Linked DNA regions of Mus musculus: all the other regions are linked to region 4. A link is a contact called in public HiCAR-type and promoter capture Hi-C data. All regions are on one chromosome and are shown on one strand. The core of a region is the stretch at or near the end of the contact, and the rest is flanking DNA. Distances in the headings are between cores, read along the strand shown.

The links. Promoter capture Hi-C pulls out the DNA fragments that hold promoters and counts their contacts. HiCAR-type assays count read pairs that join an accessible place to other places.
Region 1: a contact with region 4 is called in a promoter capture Hi-C map of hippocampal neurons, with 4 times the contacts expected there. The contact joins the enhancer-like site here to the promoter of Rps20 in region 4. A contact is called at or near these places in 6 of 39 promoter capture datasets (the 3T3-L1 cell line, the HPC-7 cell line, cranial neural crest and 3 more) and 1 of 115 datasets of contacts at active chromatin or transcription factors (large pre-B cells).
Region 2: a HiCAR-type map of astrocytes shows a contact between it and region 4, with 6 times the contacts expected there. The contact joins the enhancer-like site here to the promoter of Rps20 in region 4. A contact is called at or near these places in 3 of 39 promoter capture datasets (the 3T3-L1 cell line, liver and pre-B cells) and 2 of 115 datasets of contacts at active chromatin or transcription factors (astrocytes and large pre-B cells).
Region 3: a promoter capture Hi-C map of liver shows a contact between it and region 4, with 4 times the contacts expected there. The contact joins the enhancer-like site here to the promoter of Rps20 in region 4. A contact is called at or near these places in 5 of 39 promoter capture datasets (cranial neural crest, hippocampal neurons, liver and 1 more) and 1 of 115 datasets of contacts at active chromatin or transcription factors (astrocytes).

Annotation. Positions count from the first base shown.
Region 1 is chr4:6,344,577-6,347,276 of GRCm38.p6, forward strand. No RefSeq gene overlaps it. Among named protein-coding and RNA genes, the nearest start is that of Sdcbp, 20 kb to the right of the region's middle. Within about 2 kb of position 1,330, at least 12 of the 459 cell types and tissues checked have an H3K27ac peak or open chromatin away from gene starts, as enhancers often do. A contact at or near this core is called in hippocampal neurons, where this site is marked.
Region 2 is chr4:6,382,564-6,385,404 of GRCm38.p6, forward strand. Sdcbp (syndecan binding protein) reads left to right here. Exons shown (of 9, transcript NM_001098227.1): 5 at 2,463-2,624. Among named protein-coding and RNA genes, the nearest start is that of Sdcbp, 18 kb to the left of the region's middle. Within about 2 kb of position 1,323, at least 101 of the 459 cell types and tissues checked have an H3K27ac peak or open chromatin away from gene starts, as enhancers often do.
Region 3 is chr4:6,426,208-6,428,907 of GRCm38.p6, forward strand. Nsmaf (neutral sphingomyelinase (N-SMase) activation associated factor) reads right to left here. Exons shown (of 31, transcript NM_010945.2): 10 at 2,185-2,314; 11 at 195-266. Among named protein-coding and RNA genes, the nearest start is that of Nsmaf, 27 kb to the right of the region's middle. Within about 2 kb of position 1,379, at least 51 of the 459 cell types and tissues checked have an H3K27ac peak or open chromatin away from gene starts, as enhancers often do.
Region 4 is chr4:3,834,191-3,836,949 of GRCm38.p6, forward strand. Rps20 (ribosomal protein S20) reads right to left here and starts at 1,465. Exons shown (of 4, transcript NM_026147.6): 1 at 1,294-1,465; 2 at 1,002-1,101; 3 at 746-819; 4 at 1-493. The coding sequence starts at 1,296. The coding sequence ends at 311. It overlaps Gm32823 (a long non-coding RNA gene), which reads left to right and starts at 1,459. Exons shown (of 5, transcript XR_881078.2): 1 at 1,459-1,744; 2 at 2,493-2,685. LOC115490074 (a small nucleolar RNA gene) reads right to left here and starts at 956; the gene lies at 889-956.

The DNA.
Region 1 (2,700 bases), core at 80-2,579, 2.5 Mb after region 4:
ATGAAATTAATAAATGGGGAAATGATACAATGTGATACTATCAACACAGTTTGAGTCCTATGCATGGGATGTCCCCAGTGCATCTCCCCCATGTAATCAGTGACAACCTTTGTCCACAATTACAGAAAAGGCTTCACCAATACACAAGCCCATAAGAAAAGCTTAAGGTGGTGCCTTCCTTTAGTGTTAGTGTATTCAAGAGTTGCTATGAGTCTCTTGATGGTTTTGTGATTGCTAAGGTGTGCTGACAGATAAGGTAGCTGCCAGGAAACAAGGAAAAGTCAGAGAGAAGGAGGGGGGAAGAAGAGTCCCTCTTGATTTCAAAACAAGGTAGTAGTCCACTACTCAAGCTTTTAATTTTTATAAAGCTGGTCTGTTAAAATACACACACAGAACACACACACACACACCTTAAAAATGTGGAGACAAGTTCCTGCCTTCAAAGCCATCTCAGAGTAAGACTGGGCAGGGAACATGCTCTTTTTTAAAAAAAAAAATTTATTTAAGACATGCTTTTAAATAGCTGCCTTGCTTTTGCTTGCTGCTTCTATTTGAGAACACGCTAAGCACCGTGTTCTGTCTTTCAGCCTGTGCGTGCCATCTGCCATGTTGTTTATAGCATGTATTTTTGTAGAAAGCATTTTGTCAGACCCATGAGGTTTTATAAAGAAATTACAGTGAGAAAGCAAGAATAATCTCAAGGAAAACTAGAACTGGTGTAATATTCCCCTTTCACATCTGAACACCATTTTTCAGCCAAGGTTGGTTTTCTAGCCTGCTTCACTCCCTGCCTCCTTCCATGGCTTCATTTTATTTAACATCTAGACTCAAATCTTTATAGAGGCAAAGCCTTAAGCGTGTCTCTTTATAGTCTCTTTCTCAAGAAGCTGCTAGACAATGCATTGCCTATACGAGAGCGAAGGAAAGGCTTGGGACTCTCCAACTCAACACAGAGGGCCATGGGGGAGAAACTCAAGATGATGCAGAACAAAGTCAAAGGCAGATGGCCATATGGCCTCCTACAGTGCACCTTGTCCATCTGCCCCTGGTACAGAGATAGCTGCCAGGAGGTGGATGGAGGCTAGAGCTAAGAACTGAGGGATCACAGCAGATCCCCTCATGTATAGGATACATTTCAGGACACTGTAATGCTTTAAAATTTAGGGCAGCAGTAACCTCTTTATATACTATGTGTTTTCTATCCATGCAGGCCTATAACATAAATTATTTTATAAACTAGACATAGTGAGGGTAAGTAAGATGCTAATAATAGCATAGAGCAATCACCATTGACTGGAGTAGCAGTTAGGGAACAGCTGTTTCCCTATCCTGAACTATCTATAGACTACTTACCATCTCCCTGTGATGCTCGGAGATGAGACAGTGTTGACAAGCCCATCTTGAGTGCCAATAATGGAGGTTAGTAAGGAGCCAAGTAATTAAAGGTGATATGTGCAGCTGAGGGAAGATGTGACAGAATTTATGCAGGGCTAGATCATATGCCCTTGCTCCTAAGGACATTTTATACATAATCACCGCAAAATGGCTTCTTTCCAGAATGAGTTACATAACCCATTAACATATAATGGGCTATATATAAAGAACTATATACCACTTGCATTTATTGCTTACTTATGGTTCCACAGACATTTAGTAGCAGCCATATCTAAACCTTTCTCTTCCCCTTACAGTCTTTATTCCCTTCATTCCACATACCCCAGGCACCTTATTAGAACTGCCTACAGGAACAGTTCTTGAGCCCATCGTCCACAGCTACACTATAGAGAAGAACAACATTTGACCAGTAATCAGGCTCTTCATCCTAAAGTATTACAGTTCACTTTAGGCTAGAGGAGATGCTGTGGTTGCCTTCTGGTCAGCCTGGGCAATAGGATCAGCAAACAAGAGACCTGTCATCATATCAGTACTGTAAAGGTACAAGCACAATCGTCAGACACAGGAAGGCACCTGATGTAGTCAACTTGTTAAGTATTAGGGGGTTCTTCTTGCTCTTCTTCCAACTAGGCTTATTGCAGTCACTACTGTTTGGGGATTGCCCGGAAAACATCCCTTCCTTCAGAAGTCTCATTTTCCATTGAGCATTTATCTATACCATGGCCTTGCTGCCTGTATGTCCTAGTTGCCAGTACAGCCATACAGCAGACTCTTCTGTTCCTGGCCATTGTATCTACAGAATACTGGCTAACCCACTGGCCTTACCATTCCCTCATACTCCTACACTGAGTAAAGGTTTATGGCCGGTCACATGAAAGACTGTCACAGACTCCTGTTTGTTTTCCTAGATGTCAAAAGACTTCCCACCTGGGGGGGGGGGGGCCCACAATGAACATCCATCGTTTTTGTCTGAGGTATTTGCTTAGCCTCACCGTCTACCATGGTTTGGTAGCTTGGGACTCTGGATTCTGAAAACAGCCCAAGGCAACCACGCTGTGTTGTTATAATGATGATACTGTGCCAACTTCTGATTCTCTGGCAAATGTGGAATCAGCAGCTGTGAGCCTGAGAGCTTCCCATGAATCACCTTCCCGGGTGAAGACAATTTTTTCTTGACTCTCCAAGACCACGCCAATGGAGAGAAGAGCCTTTTCCAGGTCTGCCATATGGTGGTATCTAACCAAGGACAAGTCAGTTGATCTATCGAGTCCATGATGGTGGCACTACGGTACACATGAGTGAAGT
Region 2 (2,841 bases), core at 73-2,572, 2.5 Mb after region 4:
TACAGTGCTTGCTGCTATGCCAGAAGACAGCCCCAGAGGATATGACATCTTCAGGCATCCACAGAAGTGGCAAATACAGACATATAGATGAATTATATAAAAATAAATCTTAAAAAATTTAAAGTAAAAAATGTAAAGTCAACCAACAGTAAAGTAAAAAGAGGCATGGAGAAAACAAAAATGCTAGTTGCTATGTTTATAGAAAATTTATCTTCTAACAAAGAAAAAAAGCCAATTATAGCTATTATTTCAGTGTATCTGACTTCCTTTGCCCAGGTCTGTATACTTTGATCCCTTTATGTGAGCATCATACAAGTGTCCCCTCCCCATTTGTACATTTCTTGCTTTGAAGGTAATCTGAAGTTACTTTAGAAGTATCTGCATTTATAAGGCTCTGTGGTATACTCTGTTCTTATTCTATCGTTTTGTTTACTTAATTTGTTCTGCACATTTCTCTTAGCATATATTTCACTTAGTACATAATTCACTTCACATACCGTGTAGTTTTTGCTTTTGTGTTCCACTTAGTTTTTCCCCCCAGCTTTATACAGAAGGTATACAGCTTTATACAGCTTTATACAGAAGGTATACTGTACCAGTGAGTTTGGGCTACACCGCTCTGTGCTCTTGTTGGGTTGCATGCTTCCAGCCACACACCCAGGAACTCTTTGGATTCAGGGATGGAACACACACACACACACACACACACACACACACACCCCTCAGTTAATTTTAAAATATCTTGGCTACGTTAAAGGCTGGGTACTCCTAAACCTTCCCCTAGACCTTCCCCTGCGTTTTTCAGCACTTTTGTCTTTTTTGATAGATAATACTTGCTGAGGGGTCTGTTTAAATCCAACATAAATTCAACTTGACTCAAGCACCAGGTTAATGTAGGTGACAAAATTTATTGCAATCAAGCCACTACTGATTGAGTAGCCTGAAAGGATGTTGTAGGGCATATTTAAAGGAAGAAAGCGTAAAGCAGAAGTGCGGCGGGCTGTACCATTGCTCAATCATATTTTGACATAAAGGCTTAGCAAGGGAGTTTTCACCAATTGGAGGAGGTTCTTGGGTCTGTGAACATGAACTTGGTTTGACCCCACCAGCAACATGGAGCAGTTGTCCTGGAGATGTCTGGACGCTTTCAGCTGCTTCCTTTTAATGGAGGCTGTTCAGCTATCGGGAAGTCCCCAGCTCCCCTAGGGTCTGGGACCTGAATTTTGTTTTTCCCTATGATTAAATGGAGTCTGACAATGAAGTGGTAGTACTTGGAGTCAGTCTTGTGCTTGTTCCCAGCACACTGACACACGGGGTGGTGATGTCATCTCTCTGGCTGTGATTCTCTAATGATAAATGATCTGTCACCCACCCACCCTCTTGTTATCTTTGGGAAAAGCTTGTATGTAGGCATTTTGCCCATTTTTAAATTGAGTGTGCTGTTTTTGCTGTTGAGTTTTGAGTTATTTATGCATTTGGATATTTGCCACTTACTACATGATGATTTTCAAATAACTTCTCCCATTCCATGGGCTGCTTTCAGTTTGGTGAATGCTGCTTTTGTTGTGAAGAACTTTTTTGTTTGTTTTGAGATAGGTTTTGAGGCTGTTCTCAAACGACCCACCTCTGGGCCCCACCCCGGCTGTGAAGGATCTCATTAAGTCGGATGTAGCTCTCCTTACATACAAAGGTCATTGAGAGATTTGTCTTGCGTTTTCTCCTAGTTTTATGTGCAGATCTCCACAGTTATGGCTTTGGGAGTCCATTTGGAGCTGACTTACCTTCTGTATGAGATCAGCCACAGTTCTACTGCCCTGCTCTTGGTGCCTCGGTTTTCCTAATCCCAATGTGTACACACGGAGATTTTTGTCAAGAGCAGTTTAATATGTTTTTATGTTGTCTTTTTATTTCATTCCTGACTTAAAGCCTTGTTCATATTAACTTATTTTTAAATTGATAATTTTATGATTATATCACAGAAAATCCCTGAAAAAAGAAAGTTGCAAAAGTCTAGTGTGACGTTTAAGTTCTAGGAAAATATGTTTGAAATCAAGGCAAACTGCAGTGTAGTTGTTGGCGACAGAATATCTTCTGAGAAATGATTCATGCTTGCTTTCCCTGCTGCACCAGCTTCATGGAAGTGCACTTACCCAGTCTAAGGTCGCATGACCTCGTTGGGCAATGCAGTCTTTTGAGACAGCTGGTGTCACTTATGTGGTTGCTAGCTGATGCAGTTCAGCAGCAGATCCCATACACAGGGGTACCAGTTGACTTAAGTAACAAGTCACTGAGTTTTCTCTATCCAAGGGTAATGGGGGAAAGAAAACCACTGGCATTATTGTGGGAATCAGACTTCACTAGAGGGAATTTGTTAATGGAGCAATATTTATAAGAACTGTAACTGAGTGTGTTCCAGTTAATTGCTGTGTTTCTAAATACTGTCAAATTTGTATTTTTCTTAGCAGTTGGTAGCAAGACCATCCAGTGTGAACTATATGGTAGCACCTGTGACAGGTAACGATGCTGGAATTCGGAGAGCAGAAATTAAGCAAGGGATCCGTGAAGTTATTTTGTGTAAGGATCAAGATGGAAAAATTGGGCTCAGACTTAAGTCAATAGATAATGTAAGTATATTTTTGAATTTATCTAAATAGATCACAGAATATTAGTGTCAAATCATTAAAATGAAAATAGTTTGGCTAGCTGTAATAACCCATCTACAGTGGGGAATAATAGTGTGAATCCAGAGTTTTCACTTGGAGACACCGGCTAGACGAAGCCATGCTGGAACTTGCAGGCAGACACCAAGCTTTTCTCTTGATCCTCCTTACTGCAAGGATG
Region 3 (2,700 bases), core at 129-2,628, 2.6 Mb after region 4:
CGTTTTGCTCTTTGAACAAAAAAATATTTTCTGCAATAGAACCTCTTATTTCCAGAAATGTAATTCCTGTATCAATTTCTAGCTTCCACATGCTCACAGACTGCACATGTGTGCTTCCAGGCCTGTGCAGGGGCCTACAAGTCATTCAGCCGCTACACTGCAGACTTGACTCCCCCACAGGCAACCGAACTCACCAAAGGCATGAGGCCGTGCCTCCTTTTGTAAATGCGCCGGACATCCTGCAGTGTTATCTGGACCACAGGTTTCTTTAAAAAGCACAGAGACAGTGTCAAGTGTCACAACTGTAGCTCAGTTAGAAACTGTTTGGTTGTATCTTACAGTAGGGAGGAAGAGAAGCCCATCCTTGCCTTCCCACTGCGCTGCAGGTGAACACCTAGGTGAGATCTTGGACAAATCATACCTGGTTTCACATTTAGCTTGGACACGTTTCTAACCCTTGTCAGTAATCTCAGATGAAAATGGTACCTTCATCTTTCAGGTATCACAAGGGTTAGTGTATAGTGTGGAACATTCAGGAATGAGCATAAATAGCTATTCAAAAAGTCTGTTCTTTTAGAAAATTATTTGTCTGTCTGTCTGATTGTCGATGTACCTTAGAGTGTCTGCAGGCACCTAAGTATGTAGGGCTACATGCATCTTCACTCATATGTGAAGGCCAGGAGGATTCATCAGGTGCCCCTTGCTCTCTCTCTCTCTCTCTCTCTCTCTCTCTCTCTCTCTCTCTCGCTCTTGCTCTCTCTCCACCTATCTGTTGGGGCAGGGTCTCTCCCTGAACCTGTCTCCACCCAGCTCTGCGCTGAGGTTTCTGGGATGCATGGGATGCCATGTGCTGTGGGTGCCAGGGTTCTAGCTCTGGTCCTCATGGCTGGCAGCACATGCTCTTAACTACTGAACCATTGCTCCAGCCCTGAGTTTCTCTAGGGCTTGCTTTTCCCTATCATCTTTTTTATTTTAAAGAATTATGTTTTTCATCTCCTTAATATTACAGAGTATTAAAGCTCATAAATTAAAACATAATTAAAGCTGTTACTTTTTTAAAGGAAAAAAAATTGATTCTCTGGAACTTGAAATAATAATAATAAACAGTAATAAGAGAGAGTCAAAATTAGAAAATATTGTATGCTTAGGTAAAGGGCAGAGCTCCAACATTCCTGCTCCCAGGTGACAGGAAAGCCAGGCTATGCATCAGTGAGGAAGCCTGGCCAGGAGTTGGGAATAAACACATGTGCACTGTGTCCCCTGAGGCTGTGGTGCCATACATTTTCTGCAAGTTTCTGACCAAAAATAGTAACAGTAGCAGCCAGTATCAGAGAACACCAAGCCAGCCAGCCATGTGCCATGTCATTGGAAGCTTTGCCCAGTATGTGCCGCCATCTAGTGAACAAAAGTGTTATGACACCATGTCTGAGTGAGGTGTTTAGAGCCAATGAAGCCTAGACAATTTCCAGAGCATTCTCTTCTTCCACAGAAAATGCCCGCCCCCTGTGGTTAAGGTTCCCTGCAAACGGCACAGCTGTGTGGCCAGAGAGACGGGACTTGTCCTGCTAGCATGGCCCACACAGAAAAGGCCCATCTCTGGAAAAGCAAGCAGTGAGTCTCTACTAGTGTTAGTGTGGTGTAGAGATCTGAGTTTGTGTTCACTTCCTGGCATAGTTTTAGGTCTAGTGTTCTCAAAGAGAAGATGATTTCCTAGATGGTGGGAGGGGACGGTCCTACAGCTGCTGACTGTGGCATCATACATGATGCCACACTAGCTGTGAGAACCTTACACCAGCACTCACGGAAGCCAGAGACCCACTGTCTGCAGTGAAGGAGAAGCAAGCAGTCCCCCTCTCACCATCAGCTTCTCATTCACCACAGCCTTTTCTGGGTGTCTTACCCCGAGCTTCCCAGCAGGAGGAGAAGTCTCATCCATAGTCAGGAGGGGCGGACTTTCTTTACGCACTACTGGGTACAAGGTCCTTCAGAATGGCTGAAATACGGGGGAGTGTGCATCTACTCCAACTACACAGGGCACTAGGAAGCCACACTGCTACACAGGGTTGTCAAACGACTTTGACCTTCCCCAAGATGTGAGGGCATAGTAACTATAACATCAGGTTCCTGGAAAATTTAGCTGAAAGACAGAAGCAAGCACTGAACATGGCCCCGAGATCTACGTACCGGGTACCCATTGAGAGGCTGGAAATACAGGCTGGTGTCTGTAATGCACACATGCCCAGGGTTCGTCACTAGAGGTGTTACCATCTCTGCTTTGCACTCCATGTGCAGCTTTTCAGAAACACTTTGGAACCTGCAAAGATGTTTCCAGCAAAAGTAAGAAAAGTTAGGAACCAATCCACTGCCTCGGCTTAACCTCAGTGTGAGTGAGCTTGCTTACCTGCCGAAACACTACAGTCATCAAGTGGCTGCTTAAATAAGGTTGACATGCTTTCAAATGGCACAATGGAGGCCTGGCTTGTTTATTAATTGAAGAGCTTACATATCACAGAAACAAATGTCTCCTAACTGATCAGTCCTGAAGCTCTTTCTCCATCATGTGACTTCCTACTTTTATATTGTTAAGACCGACTTTTAGAGCCTACATAAAGAGCAGCGGTGCTACGTTTTATGCCAGCACTAGGAGGAAGCTGAGACAGGAGCTTGGGCCACAGAGAAAGACCCTACCCTTAGCACACT
Region 4 (2,759 bases), core at 215-2,714:
CTAACCCAACTTAGTCTTTAAATTGGCTTAGCGCCCCCTGCAGGAAACCTAACGTCTCTTTTTCACCTGACCAATCTGTTAGCACACCTTCATTTTTAAAAGCAGTTTAATGCTTCAGTACTTGCTCAGTGGTTAAGGAACCTGTTCTCTCCGAGGATGCAGGTTGGGTTTCCAGCACCTACATGGTGGTTCAAAGAACATCTGACACCCCTGTGACACACACATTTACACTCATAAACATGAATTAAAAAAAAAAAACCTGAACAAAAGCCAGCAAAATTTGACCATTAAGACGATTTATTCAGTTGTCTTAGGCATCTGCAATGGTGACTTCAACCTCAACTCCCGGCTCAATACTGATGGAAGTAATCTGCTTAACAATCTCAGAAGGACTATGTAAATCAATGAGTCGCTTGTGGATCCTCATCTGGAATCGATCCCAGGTCTTGGAACCTTCACCACAAGGTGTTTTTCTGGTAGTGATTCTCAAAGTCTGCAATAAAACAAAATTAGTCCATTTCTGAACCATTTTCTCTGTATGTTAACAGGTTTCAGCAACCTTTACTAGAGAGTTTTGGAGTTTGCTTTAAGAAAGGTATCATACTCAATCGCCACCAGACATTTGGCCCCTAATAACTTGTATTCTTAGGAATGTAAATTTAATCTCTGAATTTATTTGGCAATCAAACTCTGACCTTCCCCCTCCCCACCAGTCTACCAGTACTCGAGTCTACCTGTCCCTTACCTTGGTAGGCATGCGCACCGGTCCTTTCACTTTCAGATTCTTTTCCTTGGCGCCTCTGATCAAGTCCGCACAAACTGCGGGTTAAGAAAGCATGGTCTTTCAGTTAACTCAGAATGACTCGAGGCGTTTTAAACAAGTTCGCCTATCGGCTCAGAATAGCGTATAAGAAATATCACTATAACTCAATACGGTTGGTATCTCCTCATCGCCGACCGCGCCCCAGCGATCACCAAGCCACCCCGAGCATCGTACTGACCCTTCTCCAGCGACTTCACGTTGCGGCTGGTGAGCGTGATTCGAATTCGGTGAATCGCCACTTCGGGCTCCACGGGCGTCTTTCCGGTATCTTTAAATGCCTGTTATCACCCAGGCGGGAAAAACAAACAGCGACCCGTAAGTGGAGGCCCACTCCTACACAACCGCCATGAGGACCCTCTCCCGGGCCCTCGCCGCGGCGGGAGCCCTCTCCCGGGCTCTGCGCTCCCGGCGCCCCAGCAAGTCGAGCCCCGCCGACGCCCCAGGCCGCGTGGCGACGCCCCCCACCTCACCATGGCTGAGGCGCGGCTTCCTGACCGACTTGTTCCTCAGCAGGAGCGAACAGCGGTGAGTCAGGACGGAGCAGGCTGGCCGAGCTCCGTAGCGCGCACCGCCGGGGCTCAGAAAGGAGGGGCCGGACGGCGCCGGGCGCTTATAAAGCACGTGCGCATCCGGGTGCTTTGTGACCCGGAACAGGAACCGCCCCGCCCGCGAAGAGGTCGCCGTGGGGGAGGCCGGGCTGCGTCCCCGCCTAGTTGGCGGGAAAGGCGAGGACGCGCGCGCGCCCTCTGGCCTCTCGGCGGAGTCCCTGTCCTGACTCGGAGGACAGACGAAGCTGGAGCGGAGAAAACTCATGCCAGGTGCTCTCTGCACAAGCACCTACGGTCTTTACAGTGCGAAATATGCTTCGCATGCATACTCGATCAGCTTGCTTTTGTCTGACAAGGGAAGAGTTGTTTTGAGGTTAGCTGACACGGACCTTGGGGAAGAATGATCGTGACAGGGCATTTATTTACTTGGTGCTGAAGACAGAAGTCAGGGCTTAGCAGGAAAACGCACTCCATCCATGAGCTGACACCCTGAGTTCAATCTTGTGAATCCTTGTAGAAGGAGATAGTGGTTTTCGGAAACTTGTCTTCTGACGAGAGCTGTGGCACCCCCCCCACACACACACACACCCCACCTCCCCCCCACCCCCCATTAATTACTAAGCTTATATTCTAAAAATTATTCGGAAACTGCTTTTCGGAGCTGAAATGCCCTTTTGTGATATTTTGGCTTTGGGCTTCCAGGAATATTGGAAACGTCTATATCTGCTGGAAACCCAGGTTTAGCTTCAGTTAGTTCAATTAAGTGAAGGCAGAACTCTAGTCCCAGTGCTCTGTGGGGTCACAGGGCATTGTACCTGCAGCCTGGCCTGGAACCCATCTACCCAGTTTTAATATTCTCTTCTCTATGTTGCGATGGAGCTCCGTTCTGCTATGTTATGATGGCTGAGACCTCCGGGGACTCCTTAGAACGGAGCAGTTGTTCATAATAAAATTAGTGTCTGCGTACAGCAGAAAGAAAGCCAAATGTCCTCAGGTCAAATGTCCTAGGACGCAGAGGATGGTGCAGATTAATCTACACTACCCACTGCGCAAGGTCAAATAGAATGTAAGCCTGGAGGTGGGTTACAGACAACACAGGAGGAAATAACATTATTTTGTAGGTGAAAGTTACTTGCTCCGAGTTGCCAAACCCAGAGCACTGATTCCCCTCCAAGGAGAACTCCCTAAGCCATGTTCTTCTGAGCTTTGGGAGCGCCAGCACCGATTCACTTGCTTGGTCGGGATTCGACCTAACTAGGAACTGGCTTTCTGACTCACAGTGTACATGAAGTTTTGCTGTCATTGAACAATTAGGTAAGTGTTAAAGTTAGGGGAGTTTTCGAGTTCAATTATTTTTAAATATAATCCATTGACCTCTTAGACTACTA